Linked DNA regions of Mus musculus: regions 1, 2, 4, 5, 6 and 7 are each linked to region 3. The links are chromatin contacts, called in public Hi-C, HiChIP or PLAC-seq and promoter capture Hi-C maps. All regions are on one chromosome and are shown on one strand. The core of a region is the stretch at or near the end of the contact, and the rest is flanking DNA. Distances in the headings are between cores, read along the strand shown. Region 1 holds the start of Rab26 (RAB26, member RAS oncogene family). Region 2 holds the start of Rnps1 (RNA binding protein with serine rich domain 1). Region 3 holds the start of Telo2 (telomere maintenance 2). Region 4 holds the start of Ciao3 (cytosolic iron-sulfur assembly component 3). Region 5 holds the start of Antkmt (adenine nucleotide translocase lysine methyltransferase). Region 6 holds the start of Fbxl16 (F-box and leucine-rich repeat protein 16). Region 7 holds the start of Gng13 (guanine nucleotide binding protein (G protein), gamma 13).

What was found. Promoter capture Hi-C pulls out the DNA fragments that hold promoters and counts their contacts. A called contact is a pair of places that touch in the nucleus more often than the background predicts. HiChIP or PLAC-seq counts read pairs in DNA pulled down with a chosen protein or histone mark. Capture Hi-C pulls out chosen DNA fragments and counts their contacts.
Region 1: a contact with region 3 is called in a FOXA1 HiChIP or PLAC-seq map of pancreatic cancer cells. The contact joins the promoter of Rab26 here to the promoter of Telo2 in region 3. A contact is called at or near these places in 1 of 39 promoter capture datasets (erythroid cells) and 1 of 115 datasets of contacts at active chromatin or transcription factors (pancreatic cancer cells).
Region 2: a promoter capture Hi-C map of erythroid cells shows a contact between it and region 3, with 6 times the contacts expected there. The contact joins the promoter of Rnps1 here to the promoter of Telo2 in region 3. A contact is called at or near these places in 2 of 39 promoter capture datasets (cranial neural crest and erythroid cells) and 1 of 115 datasets of contacts at active chromatin or transcription factors (bone marrow-derived macrophages).
Region 4: a contact with region 3 is called in a Hi-C map of B cells, with 10 read pairs. The contact joins the promoter of Ciao3 here to the promoter of Telo2 in region 3. A contact is called at or near these places in 3 of 39 promoter capture datasets (the 3T3-L1 cell line, hippocampal neurons and liver), 1 of 484 Hi-C or Micro-C datasets (B cells), 3 of 115 datasets of contacts at active chromatin or transcription factors (bone marrow-derived macrophages, craniofacial prominence and embryonic forebrain) and 1 of 9 other capture datasets (pancreatic islet).
Region 5: an H3K4me3 HiChIP or PLAC-seq map of craniofacial prominence shows a contact between it and region 3, with 3 times the contacts expected there. The contact joins the promoter of Antkmt here to the promoter of Telo2 in region 3. A contact is called at or near these places in 4 of 39 promoter capture datasets (the 3T3-L1 cell line, embryonic stem cells, hippocampal neurons and 1 more), 1 of 15 datasets of contacts at CTCF or cohesin (embryonic stem cells), 2 of 484 Hi-C or Micro-C datasets (cortical neurons and embryonic stem cells) and 8 of 115 datasets of contacts at active chromatin or transcription factors (the SCID.adh cell line, acute myeloid leukemia, bone marrow-derived macrophages and 5 more).
Region 6: a promoter capture Hi-C map of pancreatic islet shows a contact between it and region 3, with 4 times the contacts expected there. The contact joins the promoter of Fbxl16 here to the promoter of Telo2 in region 3. A contact is called at or near these places in 4 of 39 promoter capture datasets (embryonic stem cells, hippocampal neurons, liver and 1 more), 1 of 15 datasets of contacts at CTCF or cohesin (embryonic stem cells), 2 of 484 Hi-C or Micro-C datasets (cortical neurons and embryonic stem cells), 2 of 115 datasets of contacts at active chromatin or transcription factors (embryonic forebrain and forebrain) and 2 of 9 other capture datasets (embryonic stem cells and pancreatic islet).
Region 7: a contact with region 3 is called in a promoter capture Hi-C map of embryonic stem cells, with 4 times the contacts expected there. The contact joins the promoter of Gng13 here to the promoter of Telo2 in region 3. A contact is called at or near these places in 6 of 39 promoter capture datasets (HPC-7-derived erythroid cells, embryonic stem cells, hippocampal neurons and 1 more), 1 of 484 Hi-C or Micro-C datasets (B cells), 2 of 115 datasets of contacts at active chromatin or transcription factors (bone marrow-derived macrophages and embryonic hindbrain) and 4 of 9 other capture datasets (adipose tissue, embryonic stem cells, liver and 1 more).

The regions. Positions count from the first base shown.
Region 1 is chr17:24,531,825-24,535,108 of GRCm38.p6, forward strand. It overlaps Rab26 (RAB26, member RAS oncogene family), which reads right to left and starts at 1,923. Exons shown (of 9, transcript NM_177375.1): 1 at 1,553-1,923; 2 at 388-498. The coding sequence starts at 1,759. It overlaps Gm33508 (predicted gene, 33508), which reads left to right and starts at 2,071. Exons shown (of 3, transcript NR_169077.1): 1 at 2,071-2,161.
Region 2 is chr17:24,413,064-24,416,203 of GRCm38.p6, forward strand. Rnps1 (RNA binding protein with serine rich domain 1) reads left to right here and starts at 1,612. Exons shown (of 9, transcript NM_009070.2): 1 at 1,612-1,671; 2 at 1,978-2,099. D330041H03Rik (RIKEN cDNA D330041H03 gene) reads right to left here and starts at 1,450. Exons shown (of 6, transcript NR_033554.1): 1 at 1,249-1,450; 2 at 638-865.
Region 3 is chr17:25,114,360-25,117,286 of GRCm38.p6, forward strand. Telo2 (telomere maintenance 2) reads right to left here and starts at 1,608. Exons shown (of 21, transcript NM_001163661.1): 1 at 1,054-1,608; 2 at 578-926. The coding sequence starts at 912.
Region 4 is chr17:25,772,316-25,775,623 of GRCm38.p6, forward strand. Ciao3 (cytosolic iron-sulfur assembly component 3) reads left to right here and starts at 1,461. Exons shown (of 11, transcript NM_026238.4): 1 at 1,461-1,572; 2 at 2,731-2,826. The coding sequence starts at 1,507. Gm41550 (a long non-coding RNA gene) reads left to right here. Exons shown (of 3, transcript XR_876684.1): 3 at 95-229.
Region 5 is chr17:25,791,113-25,793,974 of GRCm38.p6, forward strand. It overlaps Antkmt (adenine nucleotide translocase lysine methyltransferase), which reads right to left and starts at 1,282. Exons shown (of 5, transcript NM_145410.4): 1 at 941-1,282; 2 at 460-564; 3 at 234-374. The coding sequence starts at 1,102.
Region 6 is chr17:25,807,484-25,810,397 of GRCm38.p6, forward strand. Fbxl16 (F-box and leucine-rich repeat protein 16) reads left to right here and starts at 1,616. Exons shown (of 6, transcript NM_001164225.2): 1 at 1,616-1,903.
Region 7 is chr17:25,716,189-25,719,083 of GRCm38.p6, forward strand. It overlaps Gng13 (guanine nucleotide binding protein (G protein), gamma 13), which reads left to right and starts at 1,340. Exons shown (of 3, transcript NM_001357782.1): 1 at 1,340-1,393; 2 at 2,479-2,610; 3 at 2,739-2,895. The coding sequence starts at 2,513. The coding sequence ends at 2,844. Chtf18 (CTF18, chromosome transmission fidelity factor 18) reads right to left here. Exons shown (of 22, transcript NM_145409.2): 22 at 2,842-2,895.

The DNA.
Region 1 (3,284 bases), core at 673-3,172, 580 kb before region 3:
GGGTGGGGATGGGCTTTAACACTAGCACTCGAGACCCTGCCTGGGATCCTAAGGAGGTCTCCATATGCAAATGCAGGGATCTCCTGAGTGAACAGGCCTTAGGTTTTCTCTCGCTGTCACTATCCTGGAGCACAGCATCAACCCCTGGGATGAGAAAACGGCTTCCGCTGAATGCAGGCACTACCCTGGGTATTAGGAGGCTTCCCAGGACCCCCGGACTCTCAGGGGTGGGTGGCAGATGCTTTGGTAGCTAAGCTCCACCCCCTGGGCCTATGGACATGTCAGGAGATTGAGAATCCACAGCCAAGGGTACTAGGAGGACTATGTATAGGAACCATAGCACAGTGGGACCCAGTCAGAGCTCGGGACACCGGCCTCTACTCTCACCCGGAAGTCGATGCCCACAGTGGAGATGAAGGTACCAGCCAGGAAAGCCCCATCCTTGAAGCGCACAAGCAGGCAGGTCTTCCCCACACCGGAATCCCCCACCAGCATGACCTAGAACAGGCAGGAGGATCAGAGGATTCAGGCTTGGAGCCGAGGGCCTTGCCCACCTAGAGATGCTTCTGATCTGCCTTGAGCTGTGGGGGAGGCAGGAGAGGAAATGAGTATCCCAGGCCTGTAGGTTCAGCAGTGTGGACCCCAATAGCATGGATGCCCAGCTTCTCTCTCCCCCTCCCCACCCTCACCCCCGTTCACCCCCTATCACCTCTCCCTCCAACAATGCTGCCTCAGTCACAGAGAGTGAGGACAGCTGTCCCCATCCAGGACCTTACCTACCCCTCCTCCATGGACAACATGCTTGATCTGGGAGGGCAGCATTTGGGGCCTATGGGGAGCAGAGCCATGGGAGTGCAGCTGGAAGCTCCTAAGAGACCTTTGGGGACTCAGTATTGGGGGCCTCTTCGAATTCCAGCAAAGACACAAATCTCAGCAGCAAGGTTCGGAAGAGGTGTGACAGCTTTTGAAGTGAAGAGGGGGTAGGGATATCTGTGGGCCTGAGGGCCAGACCAGTGAAGTCTTTCCCACCCACATGATCCCTCAGGCCAATGTTTCAGGACCCAGTGATGGCCCTGCCTTCGGAGGTCAATTCACCTAGGCTTCAATTTTGTTCTGGTCTAGGGTGGCCTTGTTCTCTTCTCTCCCAGAAAAAGGACACTTACAGCCCCTTGGGGGGGTGAGGGAAGGCAGCATATGGATGGGAAATGATGAGACAGGAGCACCGGTAGGGGCCATAGATCCCAGAGGGACAGCTTCAAAACTCTGATCTTGCTTGGCCTTGCAGTAGATGGAGTGGGGGTAGGGCCCTGCCAGCTGTTGAATACCCCAGACCCTAGTCTAATAGTTGTGTTTGTGTGTGTGAGAGAGTGTACGCGCGCGCTCGTGCACGCACGTAGGGTCGCGTGACAATGTAAGGTACTGCCGTGCCATCTGCAAGGTGCTGTGCCAATTCAGCGCCGAGGGTCTGCAAGGCCCTGCACTCTTCCCCAGCGGCAGTCTAGGATCCAACGCCACCTGCTGCATTCCCATGGCGGGGAGGTGCCTGGCTCACCTTGAAAGCAACATCGTAGAAGTCTCCAGTGCTACCAAGTGAGGGCCGGATGGACTGCGGGGGCCCATTGGGCGGTGCCTCTGGGCCAGGGCGCACAGTCCTCGGATGTGCCAGACGTGGCCCATTGGTGGCGGCGGCGGCGGCGGGCAGCGTAGAGGTAGCCGGCTCACTCCCCCCCTTGCTCTTGGGGGTCTTCTTCCTGGACATGGTTCTCAGTGTGCTCCTGCTGCTACCGCTGTGTCCCGGGTTGTCCCACGCCCCGTGCCCGCCAAGACCGACTCGGACCCGAACCCGTCCCGCAGCGGCAGCGGCGGCGGCAGTAGCAGCAGCATCTCCAGCACTCAGTGCCTGCCCCGCCCCCGCGTCCCCACAGGCGGCGCAGCCATTCAGGCCCAGCCTCCCGCCACCACTGCCAATGGTCGCTCTGAGGCGGAGCCATGCAAATAAGTCTGTCGCTCCAGGGGCGGGGTCAAGAGGTCCCAAGAAGGCCTTAGGTGTGCATCCCAGGAGCATGCTCCAAGTGCACTGTGCTCAAAGGGCTCCAGTTGTCCAGTGAAGGAAGCACCAGGATCCTGTGTCCTCTCTTTGCCCCAGTCTTCAATGTCCCAGGTCAGTAACCTAGCTCAATAGACTAGTCCATGGACCTGGGACTACGATGTGTTCTGAGATGAGGATGCTGGGGCAGATGGCTTGCATGAATAGGCAGCCTGAGATTCAGGGTTTTTGTTTTTGTTTTTCTATCAGAGATACCAGCCATCTGACTACTTGTCCTCAATGCTATTCCCTCCAGGATAGGCAAATTTAAGAAGCTCCAACACTCATGCTTCACAAACAATCCCTGCTGCACCGAGCACTCTGGGCTCAGCTGATCAGAGGCATAACGGGCACGCTGTTCTTCCTCACGTATTTTTTTTTTTTAAGATTTATTTATTTGTTATGTGTACGTACACTGCAGCTGTCTTCAGATACTCCAGAAGAGATCGTCAGATTTTGTTAGGGATGGTTGTGAGCTACCATGTGGTTGCTGGGATTTGAACTCAGGACCTTCATAAGAGCAGTCGGTGCTCTTAACCACTGAGCCATCTCTCCAGCCCCATCTTCCTCACATATTTTGCCACCTGGGTTGAAGTACGGATATCTAAAGTGAGAAAGAAGTAGTTATCACAGCCAGCCAGCATCAGGCCTTCAGAGATAACCAAGGCATAGGTTAGGGTTAGGATTAGGGTTAGAGGTCTGCCCTGACAGCCTAGAAGATTGGAGGTCCCTTCCTAGAATTGACTGGCCCATGGTCTTTCCATCCTAGGTTCTCATCCAAGAGAGGTCTGTGTTGATTTTCTAAACCCCAAACTGGTTCAGGACCTGGTATACCCTTCTCCTGATTCTGACCCTGCTGCTTTACCTATGCTGACTGGAGGATTTCTGTCCAAAGCCCCTCACCTAAGACACTCCAGTCAGGAGAAAGAAAGTCAGAGTTAAGGACAGTGGATGCTGGAGGGTGGTGCCTTTGAGACCCAGTATTTCTTGGTGTTCCTCTGGAATGGCCTAGCTGTTCTCCAAGATGTGATCATTGTCACCAAAACTCTGCGTTTCTTGACGGCCTTCTAAACTTTCTCAGTTGGCAGAGAGCAGAGCATGAAGAACTCCCTACCTCTGTGGCTCAAAGCCTCCTCCTATCTCTTTCAGGCCAATTTCCAGATCTGTATACATCCTGACCCAGAGTGGGGGTACTGGG
Region 2 (3,140 bases), core at 362-2,861, 700 kb before region 3:
TTTGTAGGCAGTGCGAGATTTGCTTTTGTGGCTTTTCTCTCACTAGTCCGTCTACCTTTTTGCTGCCATCTTTCACTGACATCAGGGCCCAGCTTCTTCAGCCTTCCAACTAGTGCTGAAGACCAGGAACCCGCCATGATTTCAGCACCAGATTAAGACTACAAGGACATGTAGTTTCTTAGAAAGCTACTGGCTCTCAGCCTTTCTAGTGTGAATAACCCAGACTGGATGATGTAAGTGAGGGTCATCGTTTATTTGTTCCGTTCCACCAGAGAACAGCTAGCATCCACTTACCACTCATGTCTGACCACAGCAGACACAACAGCAATGCAAGAAAATCAGCTTATCCCTAATATCCTATACATTAAATAATCTTAAATCCAACAAGGGTACCAGACCAAACTGTCTAGATCTGCTAACCCCACCCCAAAAAATGAATACCTCAGGAAAGCAGACTTCAGAAGCAGGCTCCTCTTCCTGACTGTCCCACAGGACACACCCAGCTCCTTGGACCGAGATAATCTCTTCTCTCCATCTCTCCGGGATCACCAAAGTGCACATTGGCCACTTTCCTATCTTTCACAGCAATATGTAATCCAAATCTAAGTCACCTTTGTACCTTCCTCCTGAAGCTCACCTTAGCTCTGTTCCTCTTTCTTCGTTCCTGCCTCAAATCTACTTAGATAACCGCGGGGATTGTGTGCATATCCCTTTCTTCCGCAAATAACGGAGCAAGAATGTGCTAGGCAAACCGGGCGGTGGCGCTCGTCTTTAATCCCAGCAGTTGGGAGGCAGAGGCAGGCAGATTTCTGAGTTCTAGGCCAGCCTAGCCTGGTCTACAGAGTGAGTTCCAGGACAGCCAGGGCTACAAAACAAACAAACAAACAAACAAAAGAATGTGTTGGCAAAGTCGGGAGGCGGGGCACTACGGCGGGTGCTACTCTTTAGCCTCGTGCAGAGACCAGATCCTCTATGTCCTTGCTAAGAAGTTACTGACGTAACCCCGGTATAGACTAGCGTGCCTCTTCTTCTCCCAGCGATCCTGAACGCCTTTGCTGTTCCTTCTGCCCCACGCATTCTTGTCAGAAATGTCTCCTGGGAGAAACCTCCTTCAACATTTCCTCAAACTTTTTTCCTTTCTGGCCTCATCGGCCGCCCGCTACACCCAGTCAGCTGTATCCCACCAGCACAGAGACCATATCTATGCAATCACCACTAACTACCAGAGACTTGACCATAGGAACTCACCGTCCGTACCAGCCTGTCCCTTTACTACAATAACGCGGCCTCAGCAGGGTGCCTTAGATCCTAATGACAGCAGAGGCAACCCGAGTAGCTCCATCCACACAGATCCGGTAGGCGCCAAAGAGCACAAACCTCTGGTGCCGGTCAGCCAATCATCGCGCGCTTCAGAATGAGCAAAACAAGTCCAGGAAACTTTAGACCAGTCGGGGAGGGGGGGCGGGGGGGGGGACCGTAGGCGCTACGACGCTCCGCCCACACACAGTTGCTGTCCTTTAGTCCTCCACCGCTAACTTGCATTGGCTGAGTGTGCTTACGTCATCGTCGCGCGACGACGGCTGCGCCTTCCCGCTTCTCACCTCTGACGACAAAGTTGCGCCGGCGTCCTGGTCTGAGAAGAGCGGGAGGAGGTGGCGGCCTTGGGAAGATGTAAGTCGGGGTAGGAATCCGGCTGCATCCGACCTCCGGGGACCTTCTGCCAGGCTTGGCGGGGCGCATCGTGGAGCCGGTTGCGTTCCTCAGTGCGGCAGAGGCCCGCCGGCGAGGAACAGAGCCCGAGGAGAGAGTGTGGTTCAGGTCGGGCGGAGTGGGAGGTGTCGAGGCCGCGGCCCGGAAGTGGTCGAGGCGGTCACCGACGGAAGGGTGATCCCGCACGGTTCGCTCGGCGGCGACCCGCTTTAGCCTGCAGGACTCCAGCAGCTGCGAGCCCTGCCGCTTCTCTTGTTTTCTTGTCAGGCTGGAGACCTAGGCTCGCCACACCGGGCCCGACCTGAGTAGTGAGTGGAGAAAGAGGGTGGGAGGCGAGGTCGATGTCTGTGGCCGGAGCGGACGGTGCAGATTGCGAGCCGGCCTAAAAGGTTGGTTTCCTTTAAAGATCTCTTTCCACGAGTGTCTGTCGGAATCCAGTGTGCAGTTCTCAGTTCTGGGCATTGAGGATCCGTCCTAGGATGGACCGAGCACGGTTACGGAGCTCAGCGGGAGAGGATATGGGAAGGTTATGGTTGATGGTAGAGACGTGGTGGAGGCTTGCTTTCTCTACCTTGTGTTACTTCGTAGGCACTGTGTCTCCGATGTGCTTTTATATGTAGAGAGTGCTTTCAGATTGCCAAGACGCCCTCTGCTCGAGATTTAACCATTTGTTTTCTCCTCTCTCTGACTGTTGGACGCACACCTTTCCGGAGGATGGGAGAGGTGACCAAGGTCCTGAGCTGTTACCTGAGCTTGAGTGAACAGAGACCCTCACCTTTGCTTTCTAGCACTCGACCACACCCAGCAAAGAGTTCGCTTACGCCGCAGTTCATAATTTGTAGACTGCTTAACAATGGGTTCTGCCTGTTTCATAAAGTACATTCCAGCAGGTCGGGGTGCGGGTGCACAAGGGTGATCTCTACCCTTTGTCACTGGTATGAAGCACTTGAATAGTAACCCAAACCCCAAAAGTACATACCAGATTTAAATGACTTAGTATAGAAAACCCACAAGAAATTTAGTAATTTTATGTTGATTATATGTTACAAAGGTAATGTTCATTTTGTTAAAAACTAGTTTTGGGACCCACACACTGCCTTTAATCCCAGCACTCAGATGGCAAGTCAGAGTTTGAGGCTAGCTTGATCAACCTAGGCTAGCCAGGGCTGCCTAGTGAGACCATGTTTCAATAGGGGGGAAAAAGCCTTTAATTTTGGACTGTCAGTACTTGTGAATGGTAGAGGTCTTGTTGAGTATACTGGGCTCAGTGTTACTTCGTGTAGCCTTGCCTGTCCTGGAAGTAGACCAGGACAGACCTTTGAACTCGAGAGCCTCATTTCCCAGTTCTTGTTTCTAAAAAAAATAAGAAAGGTTTCACTAACTTTTGTGACTTGGCTGAAAGGAGATTAAAGGGTGTGCTCATGGTTCAC
Region 3 (2,927 bases), core at 358-2,857:
CCCCACACCCCAGCAGTTTATAAAACCCCAGCTTCTCACAGCCACAGATCCTTCCAAGGACTGCCATTCAACCGGATGTGGGACCTGGGTACACAGGGATCCATAGCAGCAATGTGGTAGATAAACATTTAAAACCTGACATGTTAGCCGGGCGGTGGTGGCACACGCCTTTAATCCCAGCACTTGGGAGGCAGAGCCAGGTGGATTTCTGAGTTCGAGACCAGCCTGGTCTACAGAGTGAGTTCCAGGACAGCCAGGGCTACACAGAGAAACCTGTCTCGAAAAACAAAAACAAACAAACAAACAAACAAAAAAACCCTGAAATGTCCTGATGATCCTGAAAGTGCCACAGAATAAAGAATGGGCCCAGTAGAAGACAACAAGTGACCTTTAGGGCATCAGCTAGGGACAGTGGAGACTCTCTGAGTGCTGATCTGCAAGGAACCCTATTCTTCCTCCCAGCCTTCAACAAGAAGGAGTGAGGCCAGGCTAAGATGCAGGGTCCTTCCCCTTACAGTTTTAAGGTGTTGGGAACCTTCTCAGAACTTGGGCGCCCTGTTGCTCACTAACTGCTCACCCAGCAGTGCTCTCAATGGCTTCCATCAGCACCAGGAAGGCTTGGTCTGGAGGGCCATCCAGGAAGAAGCTCTCCCAAAGCCGCTCCAGCTGGCCACCGGGGGACAGCTCCAGCCAACCTGGGCTCAGCTTGCTGACCAGACATCTAAGGACGGCTGAGAAGTGGACAGTGGCAAACTCCTCCTTCTCCTCAGGAAGAACTGGATCCTCGGTTCCACCGAGGTATCGTTTCAGAGTCCCCAGGGTAGAAAGGATATGGCCAGCATCCTCTGAGGATGAAAGGATGTGAATGGCTTCCTGGACGGTGAGCCGGACAGCAGACAGGGCTGGGTCCATCCTGCAGAACAGGGCTGAGGGTCCGAGAAAAGCATGTTAGAGTGTCAAGAATTCTTCCCATGGCACCCACGATGTTAAGGGAGGAAACAGTTGGGCCGGTTCCAAATCTCAGGCCCCACCCCCCTACACACACGCACTTACTTCTGCGCTTCCAGGCGCTTCACTCACAATCTCACTCACGCTCTCCCGTCCTTCTTCCGGGTTTCCCGCCTGCCCGATGATCTGACAGAGCTTCAGTCCCGGACTGCACCGGTGCACTGTGGCTGTCTCCTCTGTCAAACCCACTGATAGTTGGATGAGTGAGTGGCTTGCCAGGGTGCAATAACTAAAACTCCTCCTCCGTCTGCAGCTCCAGGTTAGCACCCAGCCCCCTAAACACGAGGCCTTCGGCTCGTATGGGAACTGGCCATGCTGCAAGGCAGGACACTGCAGCCCCGACTGGACCAACCACTCCTACAGGGTTCCTCTGGCCAGCATGCTTCAGAGCCGAGGCCACATGCTCCCTCTTGCGCGCCGCTGATTCGCCACGGCACCAGGACCACGCGCCAGATTCAGTGTCAGCTGAGGGCAGCTGTGAATTCGAGTCGCAGAGCTCACGTGAAACCTGCACGGATATTTAGAATTTCTGGGGCTGATACAAACGCGTGGCTAGGGACGAATCAGCGGCGCGCCAACGCGCTGATGACCGCAGCATCTGCGCCTGCGCAAGAGGAGGAAGAGGCGTGGCCTAAGAGCCTACGGTGGGCAAGGCCTGAGGGCAGGACTCCGGTAGGCGTGTCCGCTCTATTGGTCCCCTGGTGACTGCTGTCTCTGTTTTCCTTAATTCTGGAGAGACTTTCCCCAGCACATTACCCCACTATGCTGCCTTGGGTCGGATGACTTTCCACTCTAGAGCACTAATCAACTCTCTAGGCGCCCTGAGGGAAACAGAATAAGGAAGCCAGGAACAGCGGATATGGCCAAGTTGTAATGCGGATGCGCTGATGTATTTGGTGGTACACAAGGGTGCACGTTTACTGCGAACACGCAAACTGCGTCTAAACTGCCCTAAATGAAACACCACTAGCTGAGTAAACACCCAGGGATCCTGACTGTCGTCTGAACTTAGCAGTGTGAAACATTCCATCATGGCAGAACTTTTCTTGACCATCCTGATCTGGAAGATACATTGAGGGAGCAACATTTCAGCGGAACTGGGTGTGGGTGGAAATCTGAGCAAGCTGTATTCATTCAACATCATCAAGCAAAATTACCCTTCCTGAGCAGGAAATGAGCCCACTCAAGGCTTAGCAGTTAGCAGAGCATACCAGGGGCCAGAGCGATTATCTTAGAGGTTAAATTACGTGTGGCTCTTGCCAAGGTCCCAAGTTCAGTTCCCAGCATCCATGGAAGTGTTACCGATCAGCCAGCCAGGATCTCTACACAAATAAAAACTGGGGTTAGTCAAAGAGAAGGTCTTCAAATGGTAGCTTTCTTTTTTTTTTTTTTTTCTCCATGTTTGGCCTCAGTGAGAGATGGCAGATGACTCCCCTAGTATTAGGGGACTGGAGGCATTGGGACCCTTAGCCCTAAAAGTATTCTAGCTCTTACGTAGGTCAGGAATCCTTGGCTCTTTCCTGTGGCTGGTGCAGCTTCCACTAAGCAGATTTGGTGATTGTAGGGACTCTTCAGCCCTACAGCTTTACAATTTTTGTGTAGACCTTCGCTCTTAATGACAGCCAGTGTTAAAATTCTTGGCCTAGGGTTGAGACCTCTTGGCTCTCTGGAACTCATCTGGCATCCAAGGCTATGCCATCTCTTCTCTGGTTTAGTCAATTATCCTCATTCAGTCTCAGTTTCTGCACTCCCCTGATGCCTTGGCTACTGCTTCCTCAGCTATGACAAAACTGACTGTCCTGTCCCTTTTGTAGCTTGGCCTGCCAATTGCTCAGCTGTCTCTGCCACCTCTTTTTTTTTCATGATAACAGCTTAGCCCACATTACTGAGAGTAGGCAAGCAAACCCTGGAGAGGAGCC
Region 4 (3,308 bases), core at 211-2,710, 660 kb after region 3:
TGACATTCACGTGTGCAGCATCTATTCTAAAGACTTTTCTAACCACCCTGATCAGAAACCTTCTCCACACCTGAGGTCAGCTTTCCATCTGCAGGTTTGCCTGTCCTGGACATTTTTGCTGAATGGTGTCACACGTGTGGCCTTTTGTGACTGGCTTCATGAAATCCACTGATTGTAATGTCTTCAGGGATCACCTACATTACACCAGGACTTCATTCTTTCTACTGTTCCAGGCCATTCTGCTCTGTCTCTCTTATTGGGCCTTGGATATGCCTCACATCTGCCAGCCGTCCACTGGGTTTGTTCTAATAGACTTGGGTTTGGTGGTGGTGGTGGTGAGTTTGAATTTCCAGGGATCTATGTATCACCCTCCTTCCAGCATTAGAATCCTCCCAGCAACCCTGTATACAGTTACCAAACCCAGACACTATTGTGGATGCCAAGAAGTGCATGCTGAAAGGAGCCTGATATGGCTGTCTCCTGAGGCCCTGCCAGAGGCTTACAAATACAGAGGCAGATGCTAGGCAGCCAACTGTTGGACTGAGCACGGGGTCCTCAATAATTAAAGAAAGGACTGGAGAAGCTGAAGGGGTTTGAAACCCCTTAGGAAGAACAACAATATCAACCAACCAGACCCCCCAGAACTCCCAGGGACTAAACCATCAACAAAGGAGTACACATGGCTCCAGCTGCATATGTAGCAGAGGATGGCTTTGTCATGCATCAATGGGAGGAGAGGTCTTTGGTCCTATGAAGGCTTGATAGATGCCCCAGTGTAGGGGACTTTGAGGGAGGGGAGGGGAGAGAGGGTGGGTGGGTGGAGTAACACCCTCACAGAAGCAGGGGAAGGGAGGATGTGATAGGGTGTTTCCAGGAGGGAGGGAGGGAAACTGGGAAAGGGGATAACATTTGAAATGTAAATAAAGAAAATATCCAATTTAAAACAAGAATCCTCCTGGCAAACAGAAACTGTCCTTTGGCCCTGGTCCAGTCCAAGAACCTGCTTCTGTAAATGTTCTCCCACACTCCAGTCTTAACATCTCAACAGCACTTGTCTATCTCATTTTTTGGTAAGCCCATTCCAAGGCATTCCAGTGAATCAAAGTTAATTTTGTGTTCTCCTGCCCACTGCATCTGGAACCTTCCTTGAGTATTGCTAGGTCAAGGTGATGAATGAAATCCGGATTCCGACCCCTACGGGAAGCGGGAGAGACTCTGAGTCTCTAGTTACATTCTTTGCGTTATTTGTCTTTGCTACCCTGCTACACCACAACCAAGGGACGCAAGGGAGACCGAACGCTGTGCTGTGGAACTTGCAGCTTGAGTCCGCTGGGCCGAGCGCTCAAGGCCGCCGGCAGAGGGCGCGCACGCTTTTCAAAGCTTGTTGACGGAGAGAAATGAGCATGCGCTGGAATTTGCGTTTTCCGGCAGAGTGGCGGAACTGCATGTCATTTTGGTGTCATTTTGCGACACCCCCGTGTGACACTCGGCGGCAGTGAGGCTGTCATGGCGTCGCCCTTCAGTGGGGCACTACAGCTGACCGACTTGGACGACTTCATCGGGCCATCTCAGGTGGGCCGGCCAAGGGCGAGTCGGGCAGGAGGAGGGTCCGAGCCTGGCCGTGCACCTCGGGAAACCTCTCTCGTCTGTGTCTTTTCCCAGGGCCCAGGACCCAGGGCCTCAGTCAGTCTAGTTCCCTTTTCACAAACACAGACAACTGAGGCCAGGGAGGGCCAGACAACGCGGTTACTGGGCCCGGAGCGATCCCTGGGACCATGGGAGTGTTTAGTGGTGACAGGCAGGTTTAGTGTTTAAAAAAAAAAGGTGGGGGGACTTGTTGTTATGTGATCTTAAGTTACTGTTGTAGTAGTGTCACCCAGCTGGTGATGCAGAGACATGGTGGGGCTGAGTTAGCCTCCACACACCTGTGAGATATCCCTTCCCACTCCTCTCTCAGAGCCAGTTGTCATCTCTGTGGACAGGGACCATGTTGAAGGGACAGGTTTGATGTCCACTTGGGCCACAGCCACAGCTAATGTTCCTGACGTTGCCTCGAGGAAGAGAGAGGGATACAGACAGACCGCCCTGAAAACAGGAGCTGCTGCCCTTGCTGGGTCTTCCTTTGTCTCCAGAGCTAGCCAAGTCCCATGACCCATAAAAGACGGGCTGAGCTGCCACACGGACAGGATGAACTGGGCCATCTTACCCGAGACTGGCCCTTTTCTGGAAAGCCACCAAGGTTCAGGAAGCGATAACAGGAGATGTCCAAGAGAAGGGGAGAGACATGGAGTTTCATCTGTGGTCGTGGGATGGAGGTGACCTCTAGATGTTTCCAAGGAAAGCCTTCCTGTCTGGCCAGGCCTCTGACACTCTGATCTCCGGGGGTGTGCTGCTATGTGCACGTAGGAAGGGCAGGCTAGTCAGGGCTTCTTGCATTAGCTTGCATATAGAGTTTGTAGCAGATTTCATGGTGATTCTGGAGAAAGAGTGGCCTTGATGGCATTCTCCTCACCTTGTACAGAGAAGGGTGGGCAACCAGAGCTCAGCATGGCTTCAGTGGCAGGAAGGTGGTAGAATTGGCCTCGGTGGTGAGCTTCACTCTATGGCCGGTAGCCAACCATCCCTGAGGCCCTCCATACCCAGCCCCCCACCCCACTCCCCACCCTCCCCACCCCCCGTCCAAGTTGCTTTCTCCTAATAGAGCCTGGTGTGGGGTCTTTCCTGGTGTAGAATTGCATCAAGCCTGTAAAGGTGGCTAAGAAGCCAGGAAGTGGCATAGCCAAGATCCACATTGAAGACGATGGCAGTTACTTCCAAGTGAACCAAGTAAGGACCCTGAGGTCTCACCACATCCCTGCTGGGGGCTGGCGGTGGCAGGAGGGGGAGGGAGGCTGGGGTGTGGATCTGAAACACACATCTTCTTCTGCCTTTCCCAGTCGCAGATGTGGCCACCCTGAAACTCACTGCATCTCCCCAGCTCTCTCACTGGTCACATTCACTGACCACGGGGAGCTGAGATGATGAACAGGGCTGCCATGGTGAGCAGCCAGTCTGTCCTGTTCTGCACGGGGCAGGAGGAGCCTCCCCTCCTCCTTTGCCCCCTACGTTTAGTAGCATAAGATTTTGAGGGGGTTGGTTCCCTCAAGCCCCTCCTCCCTCTAATCTGAAAGTTAGATCCTGATGTCTGTTAAAATTAACCCTGCCTGGCTGCCCTTTGCACTCTAAGGAATCCCCTTCAAAATACCGTGCGCCACTGCCCTGAGAAGGGAGGCCCAGCCATGGGACCTCTGAATAGGGGAGGAACCTTG
Region 5 (2,862 bases), core at 32-2,531, 680 kb after region 3:
GTGTGCCTCAGGTGGCAGAGTGCTTGCCTAGCATACACATATCCCTGGGTTTAATCTCCAGTTCTGCATAAACTAGGTCTGATGCCTATAATCCAAGGCTAGTTTGAGATAAGCCTGGACACACATCTCAAAAAAAAAAAAAAAATGAAAGGAAGAGGGAGGGTAAAGAAAATCAAGTTTGGAAAGAAAGAGAGTGGGAGGGGGAGGGAGGGGTATCAAGTTTGGTAGGGTACCTTCCAGAGATCTTTTCGATGGTAGCAGACACTCGCAGAACAACCGGCTCTCCAGGCATGCAGCCGTGCAAGTCCCACAAGCCACGGGTTCAGCTCATATCCCATAGCTGGACGGAGACCACATTGGTGGGCCGCCAGCACCTATGGGAGCCAAGAGTGTGGGATCTGGATGAAGGGAATGGGGCCACCACCAGAGGGACAACGAATATATAGACACAGGTCTTACGATCCTGCCATCACCAGAGCCTAGATCCACCATTTTTCCAGGGCGGCCTCGCAACAGTGACAGCACGTTCTCAACCTGCCGGGCACTCGCGCCAACGTAGGGCACCTGAATAAGGAATTTGGTGGGCTGAGGCTAGAAATCACACAGGCAGAAGCACCAGTTTGGGGGCCGATGGGAGCCTACTAGATTTCCTTTCTTAAATTGATACCATCCAGTGAGCCCCGCCCACTCTCCAGTCATAGGCCCGTACCCCCTAAGTAACTCAATCCCAGCTTCATTCATTTAGACTTGGTCTTGACGAAAGACCCAGGCTCCGCAACTTCCTGGTCCCAACTCTCCGTACATCGGGTTCCCGGGTTAGGTCCCGCGCCATAATTGATTCCGCCCATCTTTACGCTACCTACAGTAGCCTTGACCCCACCCATGGAACCTTGGCTTGCACCAGTATTGGCCCCTTTCCTTCCAAGGTTCAACGCTGCACCTGCAGCCTCAGAGGCACCCGGCGGAAGCCCGGCTGCAGCAGCAGCGCCCATATAGTATAGACGGCCAATCCCGAGCCTGCCGCCGCTTGCACTATCTCCAGCAAGCCCAGCCGCTTCTCGCGTAGCTCAGTCAACGCTTCGGCTGGGTCGTCCTGATCCATGATTGACAGACACTCAGTTCCAGGTCCTACTTCCCAAGGCTCCCGGCCGGTAATGGAAGCGGTTGCCCTCCCCGCTGCCCCCAGCCTGAGCCAAACTCTATCCGCTTGCAGCGTACGCCAGCCAACCGCAGCCGCAACTGCAGAAATCTAAGTATCCGCTGCGATCAGTCGCCGGAAGTGGAAGAGGCCTCCGAGGCCAGTCCGACATTCATTCTTTTCCGCCCAGCCATCCGGGGGACCCTCCTTGGGTTCCGGGTGATGGTTTGGGGTAGCGATGACCCAGGCGATGGGCGAGAATGACAGGGTTTGCCACGAGTGGGTCTACGGTCCGAGACATACAGCGGTCAGCTTCAGGGTCCACTTTACAGACAACCACATGGAATGGAATCTGTTCTAAATCCCCCTGAGGCTGTACTGCTGGCCGGCAGCCTCGGGTTATAGCCAGGGTCTATAACTGAAAGGCACTCTCACGCAAATTCTGTTGATCAAGACAAGAAATGACTGAAAGCCTACCAAAAATCCAGAAGCAAACCACAGAGGACGTCCTTCCAGCCGCCCCTCCCCCTCTTCCGCGACAATAATTAGGCGGGAAACAGAGAGTATTCTGGGGTCGAAGGAGAGGGGCGGGCAGCTAGAGACAGATGTTGGCTCTCTAGTGAGTACGGAGGGAGGGGGCCGGATGTGAGCGACTGGGTGCTGGCAAAGGGCCCAGCCTAGGGTGGAAGACAGCCCAGGAGTCCGGAAGATCTCCTTCTTTCAAAAATAAAGGGTTGAGTGACTCTTAGTAAGGCCCTGCATGGAAACAGATAGAGCCTTGAGTCAAGCTGCTGGACCCCGACCACCCACATCAAGGCTAACTGTCTGAGAATGGTAGATCTTCCCTGACTATGCTCACTCATGGCCTCTTCGGCTATCCCTAGCATAGACGGTGATGGCTTCCAAACTGAACATGCCCAATACCACCACCCTATCGCCCAGGCACAGAGTGTTACCCTCCAAAACCATCTGCAGGACAGGTGTCGCAAGACAGCATGTATTCTGTGTACATGTATTCTGCAGAGAGGCTCTGCTCCATCCAGCTCAGAACCTGGCCACCGGAAGATTTATACCAGAGCCCTCCCACACACTGAATTCTAGACAGGGTTGCTTGGACATAGCTATTCCTGTCTGCTGCTCCTGGCAGTACTCTAAGACCAAGAGCACCCAGGAAGCCCTGGCAACTTGACCTGACATTGGCACCCACACTCTGCTCCTCAGCTGCCAGGGCTCTACTTGGAGGTGTCTCTGCTCCTCGCAAGGCTTTCCCAGGCTAGCTCCTGTGATTTGGGTCCTGCTTATACACACCATCCTCCTTGCTGTCTCTGTCTCTACTGTTTGGAGTCTTCACCACCTGTTCCCTAGAGCAGACTTGAGGCCACTGGACCAGCCTTCCCCTACCAGATGGAAAGACAAGGGTCTAAATCCTTAGCACTCCATGGAGCTTGGGGAGAAGAGAAGTAGTAGCAAGGGGCCGATTCAGAGGCAGATATGGAGGGAGAAAATGCAATGGCCTACTCTTCAGGAGTGATCTCGGACTCTCAGTGCCCTTCCCTCTCCAGAAGCAGTCTATGGAAAAGGAGCATGCTCTCTGTCCACCCTCAGATTACACAGATGTGATTTAAGTTATCTGGTTATAAATATCCCAAAGAAGCCATTCCGGGGGCCTATGTAGGGTGTGGCACCACCATTGTCATAGTCTGAGGCAAGGAACCATATGTCTG
Region 6 (2,914 bases), core at 366-2,865, 690 kb after region 3:
AAAAAAAGAAAAGAAAAAAAGAAAAGACAAAACAGGGTAAAGAGTGGTAGAAGACAGACTGGCAAGATGGCTCAGTGGTTAAGAGCACTGACTGCTTAACCTGAGCAAAAGGTCCTGAGTTCAAATCCCAGCAATCACCTGGTGGCTCACAACCATCTGTAGTGGGATCTGACGCCCTCTTGTGGTGTGTCTGAAGATAGCCATGGTATACTCACATACATAAAATATATAATTTTTTTAAAGACTGGTAGAAGAGGATTCTAATATCAGTCTCTCTCTCCTCTCTCTCTCTCTCTCTCTCTCTCTCTCTCTCTCTCTCTCTCTCTCTCTCTCTCTTTCTCTCTCTCTCTCTCTCACACACACACACACACACATATACTCACTCACACACACTGCCTAAGAAATACCTGAGACTGCCCTCTAACTTCTATTTGCACCTTCACATATATGATCATACACCACACACACACACACACACACACACACACACACACACACACACACACACACACCAGCTAGGATACAGCTTACTTCCCTTTCTTATTGCCCCTAGGCCTCACATCATTCCCAGGAGACAGACCTCCCATCTCCACAGCAGTTGGTCTCATCTGAGGACATTCCACCCTGAAGCTCCTTCTCTTCCAAGACGCTACTCTGCTGTCCCAACATCTGCTGTTTCTGGTCTCAAGAGAGACCCAGATTGGGGTCCCTTTAGCCTGCTGAGAGGTCTGGCTCTCCAGCAGCCCTTAATGGGTCCTTTTACACAAACCACCCTCCCTGGTCCATACAGGCTGCCACCACCTGACCTCTACTTCATCTCAGAGCGAACCTGTGGAACTCCATAAGGCAGGTCGATTCTCGAACCATTCCTACCAAGTGCTATGGGGACAGAGAGGGCGTCTCAGATCATTTGTGACATTGTCAGAAGTAACCCCTCCCCACTATCACTCCACTGTCTTGTGTTTTCATTGACGCTTGCTTTAGTCACTTGCTTGCAAGTGTGTGACTATGTCACCCAGAACAGGGATTCTTCTGCCTGACTCGCAACAGGATCGGAAGGGATATGAATCCTAGGGGCCATAAGGAGGGTGTGTGTGTGTGTGTGTGGAGGTGCGACGATGTCGATGTCTCCACTCGGCTTCTCTTTCCTCGCCCTCACAGGTGGCAATCCAAGCAAGGGCACATAGGGCCAGTTGCATCTGCGCAGGATCCGGAACCCCACTGCCAACCGCTCGCGCCAAGGACCGCAATTCTCCTCAGCTGGCAAGATTCTGGGTCGCCACCACTTTGTGCAGATGGGACACTCGAAGCTGCTCTTCGGCCGCGCGGCCTACGGGGTTTGTTATTGTGCGAACACCGGCCGCTGAGCGGGTGCTGCCGCCTGGCGCGTGCCCGTCGGTACCGCACCGGGAGCGCGCGGAGAGGAGCGGGGCGGGGTTGGGGATTCTCGACACCTCAGCCTGGCTCTAGAACCCGGATTGGTCCGGACGCCGGGAGCGCGCGAGGGCGCGGCTCTTAGGGCCGGGCGGGGGGCACGCGCGGCGCCGGCGGCGGCCGCGGAGGAGCGCGGGGAGGAGCGCGGAGGAGGAGCGCAGGGAGGAGGGGAAGGGGAGGGAGGAGGCGCCCGCCGGGTTCCCTGCAAAGCGGCCTTATTTATCTGGGCACAGCCTCAGCCTCCCCGGTGGGAGGCTCAGGGCGGCAGATCCTCTCCCACCGGGGAGCTCCGCTCGGAACTCTGCGGAGAGGGCCCTGGCGCGGGGCGCCGGGCGCGGGGCGCAGTCGGGCCCTGCTAGCCAGTCCAGCACCTCGGCCGCCTCCGCGCTAGGCGGCTCGGGTGCTGAGCTCCCCATGACGCGAGGTCGCCCGGCGGACAGCGTGGCATGAGCCAGAAGCCCTGGCCGAGGTAAGGTGTGTGTGCGCGCGCGGCCAGGCTGCGGGGAGGGGAGGGTCCAGGTCGAGCCACTGCCTCCGCGAAGGCTACAATGAGGAGGGGGCGGGGTGGGGACTTGGGACTGCGCCGCGGCCGCCGCCGCCTGAGCAGGGCTTACGTAATCGCAGCCCCTTCCCCACCTCACCCTTCGGCCGCTGAGCCAGCGGTTCCGCAGCCCCTAACCCTAGTGGCCGGCCTGATTGCGCCCCGCTCGCTACCGGCAGCGCGGTCAGGCTGTATCTCCGTACCACGGAATTGCTGAGAGGAAGCACGGTGGCTGCGAGGACGCGGAACTGCAGGCCGTCAGCCCCCACTCCTTCTGGCTTGGCTCTGGGCTCTCCCCACTCCAGCCCTATGAGCCTCCGGCGGACTGGAGGACGTGACAGGTGTTGATACAATTAAAAGGGAGGAGCCATGTGGATATGTGGCCTAGGGGTCCTGGACGCCTTCTGGACATGAGCTGGTATAGAGCTGCCGCCCACAGCTCTATACCAGGGAGTGGGCTGGCATGTCTTTGGTTCTAGAAAAAGAAAATGGGCCTTGGCCAAGATTGGAAGGCTTCAAAATGGGGAATGGGCATCCTGAGATTGCTGAGCAGGGCTTCCATGTCCTTCTAGGATGTTAGTCAGTGGGGGATCCTCCCCACCCGTCATCCCAGGAGAGAAGGCTGCACTGTTGAGGCCTGGATCTGGCCTAGCAGCCCTCCTGCTAGCCCCTCCCAGCCCGAGCCAGCAGCTGACCTCCCAGGAGCAGATGGCAGATGCCACTTCACCTGCTCCCTCCTGGAGGCCCGACTTCCACTGCCATCTTGTCCCAGGGCCCACTGACCAGGGTCTTCTCAGGCCTCCCTGCTGCCCCTTCGGGACACGGGACCCTCTGTTCCAGCCCAACACTTTGATGAAGTGCTGGACAGCAGCCTCATCGCAGCAGGGGGGAGGGGCGGGGGGGGGGCCGGTGTTGGGACAGGAGCCTGGATGATTAGGG
Region 7 (2,895 bases), core at 90-2,589, 600 kb after region 3:
ACTCCTTCTGTTCCTCTAACTCTGACCTATCCTGTTGTCTAGGTAAGGGCCACTCAACAAACCTCCAGCCCTCAGAGGACCCAGAATACTTAGCAAGGTACTGGCCCTGCCTCCCAGGACAGGCTTGCCCCTCCCCCACGGGTTGCTGTTGCAGCCTGCGTCATATGAAGGTCCCCAGAGCACAGCTCCCACAAGAGTTGGTGAGGTGTACCTCTGACAGTAACACTGGGAAAGGGAGGCGCTGCTCTGGTTAGTTGAAGGCAGGGCTAGCCCCCTGCCCCCGTTACAGAGTCTCTGAGAAATAGGGAGGTGGCTGCCGCCGGGCACAGGGCTCAAAATCCTGTGGCTGAGGAAGTACTCTTCTCCCTACCCAAAGGCCATCCAGCATCAGCTAAGAAACTGACCTACTCACCCCCTAAGCTAACTTTTAATCTACCCAAAGCTGGAGATGGGTGACCCTTCACACCCGAGGCCCCCACGCACTATCCAACCGTGGGTTCTTTTGAAGTCATTGCCTGGGAATGAGGAAGGCGCCAGAAGGTGGGAGTGCTATGGAGGGAGGCCTGAACCCCTTCTAGGTGAGGCTCTTGTCGTGGAATTCTGCGGGATGCCCCCCAGCCTCCCATAAGTGGACAACACTGAAGGTCACCTGCACCAGGTGGGCTGCAAGACCACAGTGGGAAGTGCTCTGCCCCCACCCCCTCTTCTCAGCTGCCTGCATTGGAGTGCCCTGCATAGGAGGGCCCTGACCAGAGAAGCCTTGTTGGGTGGGGCATATTTTGCTGTTTAGGGCTCTGGTCCCAGTATCACAAGATTGTCAAACTGGGTTGCCAGCAGTTGTAGCTGACCCAGGAGAGACGGGACTAGCTCCCACTGCTGCATGTCCCACCCCAGGGGAGACCTGCCAAAGCTGTAGGAGCAGCCCAGGGAGCTCTTGGGGTCAGCCCAACCCTGTAAAGGCGGTACCAAGGCCCCAGGTGGCAAGAGTGGGCGGGGCGGCTGCCTGGGCTCCCCGGACTCGGACAGCCCAGCCTCACTCCACAGATCCCTCGGCCCTTGTCATCTCTGCTTTTGCTGTCTCCTCCAAAAGTAAGTCCGATGAACAGAAACCTCACACTGAGGGGGAAACAGACTCCAGGGCTCTAGGGCTTGACCAGGTGGGGCCCCTAGGCTAATTCTAACTACTGGGACCAGGGCAACTGCCTCCGGGCCTCAGGGGCGGGGCGGCCGACAGATCGAGTCCAGCGGCGCAGGAGCCATCGCTGCGCGACGGGGGCGCGTCTGTCCTGCGCCGTGCGCGCCGCCCGCAGTGCCCGTGTGCGCCGCCGTGCGCCTGGCCGGGGGCGTCTCGGGGTGCACCGGCGGCCGGGCTCCGGCGGCGGCAGCAGCGCAGGTAGGGCCAGTGGTGGGCCATGCCCCCAGCCCAGATGCTCCCATTTGTGGAGGACCCGCAGCTGATCCTCCGCCCACGTGCCTGTCGGCGTGTGGGGCGCGGGAGAACCTAGCAGGGTGGGGCACTGTAACTTGGGGGTCTCTGGGAAAGGTACTCTGCAGGTGGCCCCACACAACCAGGAATACTAGCCCACCCAACCTCTCACTGGTTCCTTGCGAGCCCTGCCAGGACCTCTTTAGGATGGGCCACTCTAAAGGCTGGGTCCTAGGCTCTCCCCAAGGCCAGCTCAGCTCAGTATCCCGGGATGGAAGCTTAGCCCGGATGTGTCTGGTACTCGGTGCCAGACCCCTCTCAAGGTCGTGGAAGCTGTGATTGGAGGGAGAACCAGAGACTTGGTCTTTTGGAGTGCAACTAGCTAGGGAGGGGTAAAGGGAGGCCCGTTGTGCTCCAACTGACAGCTCTCCCTAGTCAGGTCAGTGACTGGATCTGAAAACACTGGTCTCAGGAAGGCTACCCACCTCCCAAGTCCTGGGCTTGCTGAAAGGCCTGTGTCCCCAGACATTCTGCACATACCCCACCCTACATGCAAATTGCAGACAAATCCTCCCAGCCCCGAGATTAACTTGGCCTCTCAGCCTCTTTACCCATGCAAAACAGGCATCCAGGAGGGCCAGGCAGCACCCAGCATCTCAGGGCTCTCATCGCAGCACCCAGGGTCTGAGTTAGAAGTGGGTCTGGAAGGGGGGTGGGGGCTGCCCTGGGTACTCAGAAGTCCATCTTTTAACCTCCCTAGGCAGGGATGAGTCTGTCCTCCCAATCCAGGGCTGGGCCTTCTCAGGCTCATTTGCCCAGCCAAGAACGGAAAGTTTGCTCTGCAGCTAATCAGCCCCACTGGGTAGAGAAGGCTCAGGGGTCTTGTTAGTGGGTCCCTGTGGCCCTCTTCGGGCTCTTTGCCAACATCACTCCAGACCTCAGGAAGGACCAATGGGTGGTATGGTCCCAGGATCTCCCTCTGTCCTGGGGCTGAGGGTGGCGTGGGGGTGGGGGCTGCAGACCCAGCTCTTTTCGCTTCTCCTGCCCACCAGCCTCAGGCTGGCTACCACCGACGCCCCCGACGCCATGGAGGAGTGGGATGTGCCCCAGATGAAGAAGGAGGTAGAGAGCCTCAAGTACCAACTGGCCTTCAAGAGGGAGATGTCGTCCAAGACCATCCCCGAGTGAGTGCCCCATGATGTCTGTCATTTACCTGCCCAGCCACTGCCCCTTGTGTGAACCAGGACCTCACACCCCCAGTAGGCAGGTGCCACGGGAATGACCGACACTCACTGACACTCCCCACTCACAGGCTTCTCAAGTGGATTGAGGATGGAATCCCCAAGGACCCCTTCCTGAACCCAGACCTGATGAAGAACAACCCTTGGGTAGAGAAGGCCAAGTGCACCATCCTATGAGCCTGACCCACACTCTCTGTAAGGTGTGACTTTATAAATAGACTTCTCCGG